Regions from separate parts of the Mus musculus genome. Here region 1 is linked to region 2. A link is a contact called in public HiChIP or PLAC-seq data. All regions are on one chromosome and are shown on one strand. The core of a region is the stretch at or near the end of the contact, and the rest is flanking DNA. Distances in the headings are between cores, read along the strand shown. Region 1 holds the start of Dach1 (dachshund family transcription factor 1). Region 2 overlaps Dach1 (dachshund family transcription factor 1).

Region 1 (5,928 bases), core at 1,420-3,919, 61 kb after region 2:
CCTCTGCTTTTTCCCCTCACCATTAAGCTTATTTTAAAGGTACCAAAGTGTGCGTATGTGCATGTGTGTGTGTGTGTGTGTGTGTGTGTGTGTGTGTGTGTGTATGAATCTTTTCTCCCAGTTCCCAAGTGCCTACTTATGATCTCCAACTTTCTCTACTTTCTTTCTCTCAGAACCTCTGAACTTATCCCTCTGCCAGCAGCTGGATCATTTCTACCCCGAAACTGACAAGTTGCCCCACTCCCGCCCCCTCTCGGTAGATCCTCCCCCAGTGAGCGTTCATTAGCATAAAACTGGTTGGGTCAGGGACTGTCCCAAGGCCACCTCGGCGCACATGCACAAGGAAGACTAGGCGAGAAGTATTCAAGCCCTTAGCATCCTGTGGCAAAAGGACCACCTGCACCTTTCCTGAGCTACTAAACTCAGAAAAGAAAGTGGAAAGAAAAAAGAAAAAGAAAGAGCGAAGACTGGTCAATCCGCACTTTGAAAAGAGGGCGAGCAAGTCCCTTTCTTTTCTTCCCCACCTCTCCAATTCAGCTTCCAAGAGTCTGGGGCACCAGGTCATCTCCTAAAGAACAAAACGTGTTTGTGCCCTCGCATTTGCCCCGGGGCAAACGTACTTCTTTTTTTCTTTTCACGAGCGCGTGCGCGCGCGCGCGTACACACACGCACACACACACACACACACACACACACAGATAGGGAGACACAAACACACACATCCGCGCACACACAAACCCCTCCCCTACACAGGCTTCCCTCTGGGATGTGGGGCTGAACTCTTTGGTTGAACTCTCAGATTACCCCTGCTCCTCTCAGCGCCCGGTACTGTTCCGGTGCTGACTTCTCAGCGCCGCTCTCAGCTGCCAGCCCACCCTCTTTTCTTACTAGAGGAGCCCCCCTATCCCAGAGCGCATCCCTCAGCTTCGGAGCCCTGCAGGATCAGGGTCACGACCTCCCTCCTATCCCAGAGGTGCCCAGAGGCTTCTTGGAGGAACCCAGGTCCCAGGAGTGCACACTCAGGCAGTAGTGTCCGGAACGGGTGCAGGTCACCAGCGCGCCCGGGAAGGGGCTGTGACTCCTGGGAAGGCACCTTCCTCTGGTTCCCCACTCTGCATCCCAAGCTCAGCGGCAGCCTAGCCCGAATGCCCTAGGAAGCATCAGGAACACCCGGCCGGCACGGATCAGGCCGCGAGCAGTGCGAACTTGCCCAGGAGGTCGGGCGAAGGAGACTAGCCCCGGGGACCGACAGGAGAGGGCCGTGCTCGCCAGGGCGCGCAGCTCGCGGACGCGCTGAGCGGGCGGCGCCGGGAAGGGAGCAGGGGAAGGGCGAGGAGGAGGGTGGGAAAGGACCAGGGCGACAGAAGGTTTCCCCTCCGCTCTTTACCTGGCGTTGGTGCAGTCATTGTAGAGGGTCTCGAAGTCCTTCCTGGAGATGAGTTTGCAGCGGTTCACTCCGGGCTGGATGGCCCCCAGTCCCCTCAGGATGCGAACCTGTTCCACATTGCACACCACCGGCGTGATCTCCAACCGCTTCAGCTTGGTGTAGACGGTGTGCAAGCCCCCCACCAAGTGCTTCAGGAACAGGTCGAAAGCCTGGGGCAGGCAGATCAGCTCGCAGCCCTCCACCGTAAAGGAAGCCACTTTGGCCCCTCTCAGATCCACCATTTTGCACTCATTATTCTGGGGGGTGTTTTCCACTGGGGACGGGGTTGAGTACACGGGTTTCCCAGGGAGGGGGCCGCAGCTGCTGCTGCTACTGCTGCTGCTGCTGCTACTGCTGCTGCTGCTGCTACTGCTGCTGCTGCTGCTGCTACTGCTGCTGCTGCCGGTGCTCGCGGTGATGGGGGTGCTGGAGGCGCCGCCGCCGCCAGCGCTAACGCCGCCGCCGCTGCTCCCGGCCGCCAGGCTGGGGTTGCAGTTGCTCCCGCCGCCGCCTCCGTTGCCGCCGCTGCCACCGCCGCCTCCGCTGCCGCCGCCGCCGCCACCAGGAGAGGTGACTGTGGCCGCGGCTGAAGAAGAAGCAGAAGAGGCAATGGGCTCCGGCCGGAACAGAGTTGGCCCAGACGACGCCGGGGGTCCGATGGATGGAGCCGGAGACGAGGTCGCCGAGGAGGTGGAGGTGGTGGTGCCCGAGGAGGAAGCAGAAGTAGAGATCGGGGGTTGAGGGGGGACCAGCTGGGTCGGAGGGATCAAAGCCGCCGGCACTGCCATGGTCACATATAAGGGGAAACAGAAGGAGGAGAAGCGAGGGGGAAAAGTTGCCACACACCCCCCAAAGGGGAAGGGGGAGAAAGGGGGACAAGGATCGAGGTGGGGGGGGGGGCAGAGACAACAAGCACTCTAGGAAGGAACCTTAGTTGGAGAGAGGGAGAGAAGAGGAGAAAAAGGAGGTGAGGTTAAGAAAGAGCGAGCGCAGGAGGGGCGAGCGCGAGAGGCGCTCGAGAGAGAAACGCACAAAAGTGTCCCGCAAGTCGAAATGCGAGTCCTCTCTCGGGGCTGGGATCGCGGGCTGCTCTTGGGGGGGGAGAGGCGGGGGTGGGGCGGGGAGGGTCGGCTGGTGGTGTGTGGGTCCCGCTCTAGCACAAAGTTAAGGATGAAGGTGAAAAGGAGGAGGGTTGAGGGACTTGGGTTCTCCCTGGCAAGTACATTGATCAAAGATTGAGAGGGGAATGACAGAGAGAAAATGAGCTGAAAGTGCAGGCTGCCGGCTGGACGAGTTGTTGTTGTCACACGGTGCGGAGGGGAGGAGCTCCGGATACTTGAAATACCCTTTGAAGCCGCGAAAACCTCACTCACTAGTATTAACCCAAATTATCCAACCAGGAACTCGGAGCACAGACTCCAAGAGCGCGAGACCGAGGAAAGGGGGTGGGTAGAAAACGGGAGTGGGGGGGGAGGGTACGGAGGAAAAGGGTGGGAGGAAAGCCCTAGAAAAGCCGGGGCCCAAGAGTGGTGCTCAGAGAGAGGGAGAGAAAGCTGGTCATCTACTTCTCTCGCGCTGCTACCGTTACATCCCCTGCCACCTCCTCTGTGGCTTTGAAGGAGAAGACTCTTAGCTCCCACCCACCCACCCACCCCAAAAAGGTTCTGAGCAAACGCCTCATGACTGAAAGAGCGGCGGTGCCGCTGCCAGCTCACCTTCAAGGATTTAGGTTCACACACACACACACACACACACACACACACGCGCGCGCGGGGCATTTGTGCAAGCAGTTACAAAAGGAAACATCCCCAGCTCATGACTGTTGGGCAATTATTATTATTATTATTATTATTATTATTATTATTATTATTATTATTATTATTATTATAGGAAAATTCACATGTAAGCAGTGTGGACTATTTTGTGTATCTGACGGGTTTTTTTTCTATATCAAAAATGTTTATATAAAGATAAAGAAGAGTTTTCAAGCTGCGGGAAGAAAGTCACTTAAGAATAATGGGTGCTCCTGATCCTAGTAGACAGGGATACAGTGGATTAAAACAACTTCCCTTTCACCTCCAGAGATTGGTCAGGGATGACTTCTTTATCTAGAAATTTCTAAAGAGATCAGCTGTCCTTGAAGATTAGAAAGTAGAATACAAAAACACACTGATGTTTCTTACCCAAAACTCTAATTAATTCACCTGGTCTTGCACAGTAATCAACTCTCATTTCTCCTTCAGTACCCGAGGAGAGTCGAAAGTGTGTTATTTAAGTCACACAATAATTATTGGGTTCCTTTCATATTTGGAAAGTCCTGCTATGTTTTGGGAACTTCGTTTTTGCTTTCTCAGTGAGAATGTGTTTGTAAAGAATGAAATAGAAACTAAGCCTCCTGGTTGACTTGTAAACACAGAAGGCAGAAGGGAATAGTGGTTTGGGGCTGCATGAGGGGAGTAAGACACTCATTTTCTCCTCCTGTCTTCTCTAACTTGTTGCACAGCGATGTTTTTTCCGGGATGTTTGACCAGCATAGAATTTGAGCATAGGTCCTGTGTGTTTGTTGCTTATATCTCTAGGAATCTGGAGTAGTTAGGCATTGAACCTGTCTACACATGTCTAAAGATTTCATAAGATGTGAGGAGGCAGCATATGACAGATTTAAGAAATAAACTATTATAACAGGCTTGTTGATTTGAGAAATGTTAGGATGTTATTTTTGCCATTTAGGTATTGAAATTATCACTTTTGTCTTTATCTTTTTAAATCCACTGAACTCTGAAGTTTATTGTCTAAGTATATAGGAATCCGTTAAAGTGAAATATGACACTATTGTCTTATTACTCTTTTATGCTAAACTTTGAGGCACAATACTTGCATTGGAAGGCTTTCTTACAGTGTAAGAATTTTTTAAAAATTGAATAAAAGTATATAAACTTCTACAAAGATAGATGAAGCTTTCACAGCTGTTTGCCCCAGTGTGTTATAATGAGGTGAGGTTTAATAATTTTTGAATCATCAAACCTATTCTTAACTAAAAGCATAGATTCAGTATATACCACAAATATCAAAATATATTTTAGAAATATTGCCAATTTTTAAAATGTCAAATTGCTGCATTTGTGAAATACAACACTGTGGAAAGTGCTAAACTCTAAAAGAAAAAAAAACTAATTTATTTGTGAATGCCATTCCTAACTTCAATAAAATCTAGTGTGCTTTTTAAATGGTAAATTATGGAATGTTTCAATTATTGGTACCACAAATAGAAACGGCCAGTTATAAGTGGGCAAAGCCTGACCTTACCATTCTCATTCTTATGTTTCCTTAAACTATCACTCATCCAAAATCTGCCACACTCTGAAGAAGCAACAAACAGGAAGAGAAGCAGTGATGCATAGCTATAATTCCACCCTGCTTCCAGCCAACTTCAAATGTTCTGCAGGGAAACAAGGGCTCCATGCACGGGCTTCACTTAGAAGCAAAGCCCCTGTACCTATATGTGACTCCTCCCCTCCCCCCACCTCAGGTTTCTGAACCTTTTGAAGGAACCACCACTTGTTCCTTCCAAACAATAGGGTTTGTAAAGTCAAAGGTTGCAAAATAAAATGTACCGGAAAGAGAACGCCTGGAAAAGCATACTGCTTTTATCTCTTTCTTTCCTATTCTTGGAGAAATTCTTTCCTGCGATGAAGAAGTCAAACCGTGTTTAACACAGCACATAGATCAACTTAAGAAAGATTTCAAATTCCCCATTGAATCTTTCGCATGGAAAGCTTTTGTCCTGTTTATTGTTTTACAGGTCTTGGTTTTTAAGATGCTCTCCATCCATCTACTCTTTCCTAACCTTCATTCAATTTGAATAAGCAAAACTCAAAGTACTGTAACTGATATTAGAAAATTCTCCCTATGTTTTGTGGAGACGTATTGTGCTGAAATCAATAAGACTGTTTAAAATTCAAAGACCTGCAAATCGTTCTGTTTGTCCTTTGATAGGGCCTATGCTGATTAAAATGCTACCAAGAAAGCTTAATTGCTGCACTAATTAAGAAGTCTTTAATTTCTTTCTTAGGATATCGTTTGAAGCTTAGCTTGTACAGTTCAGGGAAGGTATTTTCTTCCCTCCTTCTGCCCTCTTCTGGCCCCTCCCCTCCCCTCCCCCTCCTCTCCCCATTTGAGGAGCCCGATTAGAATGGGAACTCATAAAAAGAATGGTCTCATCATTTATTACTTAACAAAAATCGGCACAGGATACAGACTTCAGCTCAGTATAAAATGCAGTTTGGAGAAGAGCTGCAAGCTTTGCAGGAGACAGTGAGAAAATACAAAGTAGCTGTTGCAGCTAAAGACCTGGTGATTACCTGAATGGTAGCAGGCACTTTAGTGGGCGATGAGAGCATCCTATTTGGTTAAAAGGCTCAGTGGCAAATGGGGACACATAAAAACATGCTTCCACAACCTGTGGTTTCAAAGGGGAAGAATAAATGTGTAAAAAGATGGAT
Region 2 (5,830 bases), core at 647-3,146:
ATCTTAAGTGCTCTGGGCATGGAAAAACTCAGTTCTCTGTGAGAATGATGACAGAGGAAGGATCTAACGTAAGTCAATGGTGATTCTAAAAACAATCGGGAAGAAAGAAGGAAAATGAGCTTGAGAAGGAAAATGTGGCAGCTACAAAGAACTATACCGAATAAAATAGTACAATATGCAACACTCAACGCAAACCCTAAGACAAGCGAGTGCATTCTACCTCCAGTTTTCTGTATTTGGGTCTCGGTGAAGTTTGTTTTTGAGGAACCTAGCATGTTTTAATGAAAATTAAGTCCCTCATACTTTTAAAGTTATTTAATGATAAGAATGATCAATGTTTGAAGCAACAAATTTTCTCACAACTGCCTGTGAGACAGACAGGAAGACACAGAAAATAAAGAACTGTTGGGATAGATTTCCCTAAGGTTAATAAAACTATGATGTTTCCTGATGCATCTATACTTGGTTACTTATTCATGTTCCTGAAACTCTCCATTTGGCTCAGAGCACTGAGAAATATTAAATGACCCAATATGATAAAATGGAAACCAGTTTTCTAAACTACAGCTGCTTTATCAAGAAGTCTGCATGCTAAATTAATACAATTTTGCTACTATATTGAAATCTTAAGGTACTGTCATTATTATGTCATTGTAATTACTGATTATAAATTAAGGTTCCCTTTGAAAAATAGTCCATATATACACAGGCCTAACTGAAGCCCCAGAGACACTGCCAATACCCCCACTAACAAGTTGTTCTTAAGAAGAATAATACTATATATAAACAAATACAAATTATAATTTATAATAAATAAGACATGTTAAGGAGGTTTCTTGTGCACATAACGTGAATGTAATGTATGGATAAGGAAACTAATTTTTCTTTAGTCTTAAGAACCAAACCCTCTTCCTCTTCCACATGCCATCATGTCTTACCCACTGCTGTCTGCCTATTTTATCTGACTTCGTGTAAACCAAATTCAGCCATTCCTGAGAAGGTGTTCACATGCTAAAACGTCTTCAATCTTCACATAAATAGGGTGCAAATCAAATCTTATGATGGTATATTTAAGCTTTCAGGATCCCTGTTTGCCACCAGGAATGTCAGAGTTTAGTACCTACTAAGCCATAGATTTATGAGGAAATGCTTGTAGATTGACAAGCAATTTTGCAACAAATGCATCTTCAGTGTGAGCTTCAGAGGACTGTTTAGGACATGCCCAAATGATTTAGTATTTTATACCTTTGCTCTAAAGGGGAGTTCATATAAGTCAGCTCTATCTGAGAACTGTCAATCAAACGGAAACTAAAAGTAACTCTAATCACGGTTTATTTACAAAATACATCTTTATCGCTAGAATTCAGGAGTTCACAGCGCTAAGTGATCTACTGATAAGCAAAGTTTGAAATGCTTTAATTGAAACAAGAAAGATCACTTTCTTATTGAGATACAAACCAGAGCGTTTCTGATTACTTTGACTTAGGAGGTGCCAATATTTGAACATACGCAAACTTTGAATTATTTCCCGTTTGTCCCAGACTTTAAAACATAATTCTTTTTCTTAAGGTTCCACCTTTCAGGGCAAAGAGTTGTAATGAACACCTCCCAGTCACATAGAATTACAATGTTCTTTATCTCACCCAATTCTGAAAAAAGAAAAAAAAGAAAGAAAGAAAAAAGAAAAGAAAGAAAGAAAAGAAAAGAAAGGGAGAGGGAAAAAAAAGGACTTCCAAAGGTTTGGAATCCTGAAACCTGTAAACAAAATCTGTGGAGCAGATAAAATTTTAAATGGCACAATGCAATTAAAGCTGAATTCAATTTGAGCGCACCCTGTCCATCTGTCAGAGAGAAACAAAAGCCGAGGAGCCGCATTATTGCTGAAGCCCTGCTCTTGTTAATTTGCTTGCTGAGAGATTTCAATTTCTAGGAAGTGCACAAATTAGTGTTCAGTCAGGGCTAGATCCTTAGTAAGTACAAGCAGATGGTGGAAATCAGCCCTAATCAAGTGGCCAAAGCCTTTTTTTCCCCCTGTCTGATTAAAGCATTTTAATCCTTTCAGATTGTCTGCTTTTAAGAAAAAATATTCACCATACTTTATTTTTCTTATATTCTAGGATGGATTTAAATTTACCCTATCAACATGAGAGGGGAAAAAAAAGAACTCCAAAAATATATCAATGCATATCTAAATAGCAAGTAGTAGCTAGATTCATAGATCTATTCAATGCCTTGGCTTTTTTATGTGCTAAATAACAGTCTGAATCAGTATTAACTCATATGCTAATATAAATATGGCATATTGAATCTGTTATGGAGAAGTTAAATTACTGAGAGAGTTATAAAATGTTTTCAACATTCAAGTAGAAAGTTAGCAAAAGTAGCCAGCAACCAGAAAATGTGATGTGTTATGCACATCTCTCACATCTAGAAAAGAAAGAAAAAGATATTTACGCTAATAGAAAAATAACAGATACATAAATTCTTAGAAGGGGAATCCTAGTGAGTAAAACTAAGAAGATCCAGTGACTAAGAGAGTTACAGTTTGGGGAACAATGGAAATAGATGAACTAGGAATATAAAACTGTGGCATTGTCTTCACAGTAAAGGACAAATGGACTCAGCATCTACATCTGCTACAATCCTCAGAGGTCTGCTGAGATGCGCTCAAATCTCCAAACACAGTTAAAAACAACAACAACAACCACATTAAGAGACTTATAACGCCTAATTGTATACATTTAACCAAACAGATGAACCAAACACATTCTTCTGTCTCCCTTGTTTTATATCGATCGAGGATATAGGAAGTTTGAAAGTTTTCTACTTATGTTAAAACCATTTTTGATAATAAACTTTGGTTAAAATTTCAGTGTCTGAACACATTTAGAGTTTACCTTTTACATTCTAAAATATGTTCTTTAAATATGTATACATCAGCGAAGAGTATTTATAGGAATGAAATGCCCACTTACGCTCTGAAAACACTTATGAATAAGTGGAAACCATCTACAGTTTCTTATCCCATGAAGATGTGCAAGATCCCATGTGAGTGCTTCACATCCTGTTTAGCAATTTCATTACCCAACTGCTCTTAACAAACACCTCCTAAAAGTCTGACAAAGTTTTACAAATATAAATGCATATTTCAGATGTGTTTGGTTTCACAAAGTTAGTTACTGGAGAATTTGAAAGCTATCCTCTGTGTTTGAATGTTCATAATTAGATCTACAATTTTAAACTGAGGTATAGTTTAAATGATAATTTTACACAGCACCAAGTTCAGACACTTGTCTGTGCATATAAAGTTTCAAATTTCCAGTTTAAAAACATATAACCACTATGCATGAGAAAAAAATACCCTGAACACACACACCTTTACACTTAAAATTTTCTCCTTAAATTGTATCTATTGGGATAGCTTTGGGATAGCATTGGAAATGTAAATGAAATAAAAACCTAATAAAAAAATTGTATCTAACGTTTTCATTCAAAAGTTAATTGCAAACAATAAAAATAAATTAACACTAGTAGACAATGATTTTGTGGGAAAGGGTTTAAATTTCTGACAACTAACAGTGACACAACTTAAGTCAACTTACAAAAACTAGGAAATTTGTATTTCCTAGTCATCCTTGTCAGCCAATCATGTTCCATGCAACTAAAGTTGAAATCAGGCCTGACATAACCTTCCTTGAAAACCACCCTTGGTAGCTCCAAGCCTGTTAGAGACTTGGGCATTTTGTGACAGTTACAACCTGTTTGTGCTTAGGACTAAGCTCTACATAATTCATCACTATAAATGTAATTAGGCACTGAGCCAGGAAGGACACAGGTGTGCAGGGGGACTGACTGACTTTCCTATCTGTTTTTCTGCATTCTAATTTGAATAACAAGAGCAATGGGAAGATAACACTCTTGATCCAAGCCCAACTCTTTCTTAATTACCATGGTCTCTTACCTTTTTCTCAGTCTAATTCACTTTCTCCTACTTTGTCTTCAACATCTTTAGAGATTCTTGTATGTTACCTGAGATTCTTGGCCTCTGCTCTTTAGGTCCCAGCCAATGCTCAAGGCCCCTGTCTTGACTTTAACTAAATTTCAACAACAACTGCCTGAGGTGTCTTCAACTCTCCAAAGCCCTTTTTTTGCTTGTATTTCCCAGCATCTGGAATGTCATTATAAAGAAGTTCTATCTGCTAAAGTACCAAGAATGGTTGTGTGAATCCCTACTCCCATAATCCTTTGTCTCCCACTGCAAACTAGACATGGTGTTTCTTTCTGCTCTTCCTTCTGATCCTCTGTATTGTTTGAGATTTTTGATATATCTAAAGCCTTACAGTTTTGTGAGCTATAACCATATAAAATCTATCTTCCTTATTCACAAGGAAATTTTATTTTGTTTGCTAACGTTGTCACCGTAAGAACACTGACATTCTTTTTCTGTGATGGAGCATGACACAGAAATGGCCAGCTAGATTAGTAATTTCCTAATTATATTTGCTCCATTTCATGTGCTTAGTAGCCATATGTAGCGAAGGGCCATTGACTCAAACCACATAAACAGACTTTCACGCATCAGGAAAAGTTCTGCTGCAGAGCCCCACAATTGTCAATACAACTCACTTTGAATTTGTGTCCAAGAGTCACCAATGGGCAGTAAGACTCAGAACGAAGGAGTCTTCAAGACTACCATTTCATTTGGAGGACAAGATGTCACAAGCATTAGATAGTTTCAATGGCTGCAGAATATTCCTCATTTGCTATCTGAAAAACCACCACAAGTAGGCCAGGACACTTCTGATACTTCATATATAATTAATAGTGGTTAAAGAAATTTATGTGGCAAATGTTTTGTAGAAACCTGAATCCACACATTCAATATTTAAAAAGGCTGTTGTCATGGCTGGTAGAGATAAAATTAAACCCACCAGCTGTGGTTTGTTTTTTGAGGAAAACACATAATGTTTTATTTGTGCTTTGTCTCCCATTCTTGTAAATGTCAGAAATACAGAATGGAAATATACTGAATTACCCTGGCTTACCACTAGATTTCCAGAAAACGTGTGTTGTTTCTTGTTTGTTTTTTTAATTGTGTCTTTAACTAGATAGAAATTCGATCATTCCTAGTGGGAGAATTTTCTCTTCTTTTTTTAAATTTTTATTTTTTTATTTTATTTTTTATTAGATATTTTCTTCATTTACATTTCAAATAATATCCCCTAAGCCCCTAAGCCCCCATACCCTCCCCCTGCCCTGCTCCCCAACCCACCCATTCCTACTTCCTGGCCCTGGCATTCCCCTATAGGAGGGACAACAATCTGAATTTTCTCTTCTAACAATGTCACAAAGTGTGTAATTTTTAAATATTCTTGAGATTAGAAAGGTGATGGCAATGTGAACCTGATTTTTCAGTAAGTTTTATATTCTTTTTTTCATCACTTTTTTTTATTATAGGATTATCTAGGACAATTTCTAAGGGATCTATTTTTCAAATCATATATTAATTATAATCATGAAACTATTCCAAGAAATTTTAAACAAGATTGTTTTACATTGAACAGGACTTTAGTCACAGAGGTCAACAGCATTTAGAAGAGACTTGAGTGGAATTTGTGAGACATCATGACTCACAACACTGGATACTTTTTTACCTTCTCCTGTGAAGCATTGATATGAGAGATAACCTGGGACTAAACAGTAACATTTAGTTGCCATGGAATCCTCTCAGCTTGTAAGAGAAATAGCCTTATAATTTCTTCTTTATTTTAAATAATTAAAAATGTTTTTTCTCCATTTTGATGGTTTTTTGTCTTGTGAGCATTAGTAA

What was found. HiChIP or PLAC-seq counts read pairs in DNA pulled down with a chosen protein or histone mark.
Region 1: an H3K27ac HiChIP or PLAC-seq map of embryonic brain shows a contact between it and region 2, with 7 times the contacts expected there. The contact joins the promoter of Dach1 here to the enhancer-like site in region 2. A contact is called at or near these places in 4 of 39 promoter capture datasets (cranial neural crest, neutrophils, pre-B cells and 1 more), 6 of 484 Hi-C or Micro-C datasets (cerebellum, erythroblasts, macrophages and 3 more), 9 of 115 datasets of contacts at active chromatin or transcription factors (a beta-TC-6 cell line, bone marrow-derived macrophages, a colorectal cancer cell line and 4 more) and 2 of 9 other capture datasets (adipose tissue and pancreatic islet).

Annotation. Positions count from the first base shown.
Region 1 is chr14:98,167,096-98,173,023 of GRCm38.p6, forward strand. It overlaps Dach1 (dachshund family transcription factor 1), which reads right to left and starts at 2,670. Exons shown (of 12, transcript NM_007826.3): 1 at 1,388-2,670. The coding sequence starts at 2,214. It overlaps Gm33583 (a long non-coding RNA gene), which reads left to right and starts at 2,809. Exons shown (of 2, transcript XR_003951195.1): 1 at 2,809-2,871.
Region 2 is chr14:98,107,070-98,112,899 of GRCm38.p6, forward strand. All of the region lies in intron 1 of Dach1 (dachshund family transcription factor 1), which reads right to left. Among named protein-coding and RNA genes, the nearest start is that of Dach1, 60 kb to the right of the region's middle. Within about 2 kb of position 1,897, at least 18 of the 459 cell types and tissues checked have an H3K27ac peak or open chromatin away from gene starts, as enhancers often do. A contact at or near this core is called in cerebellum and embryonic brain, where this site is marked.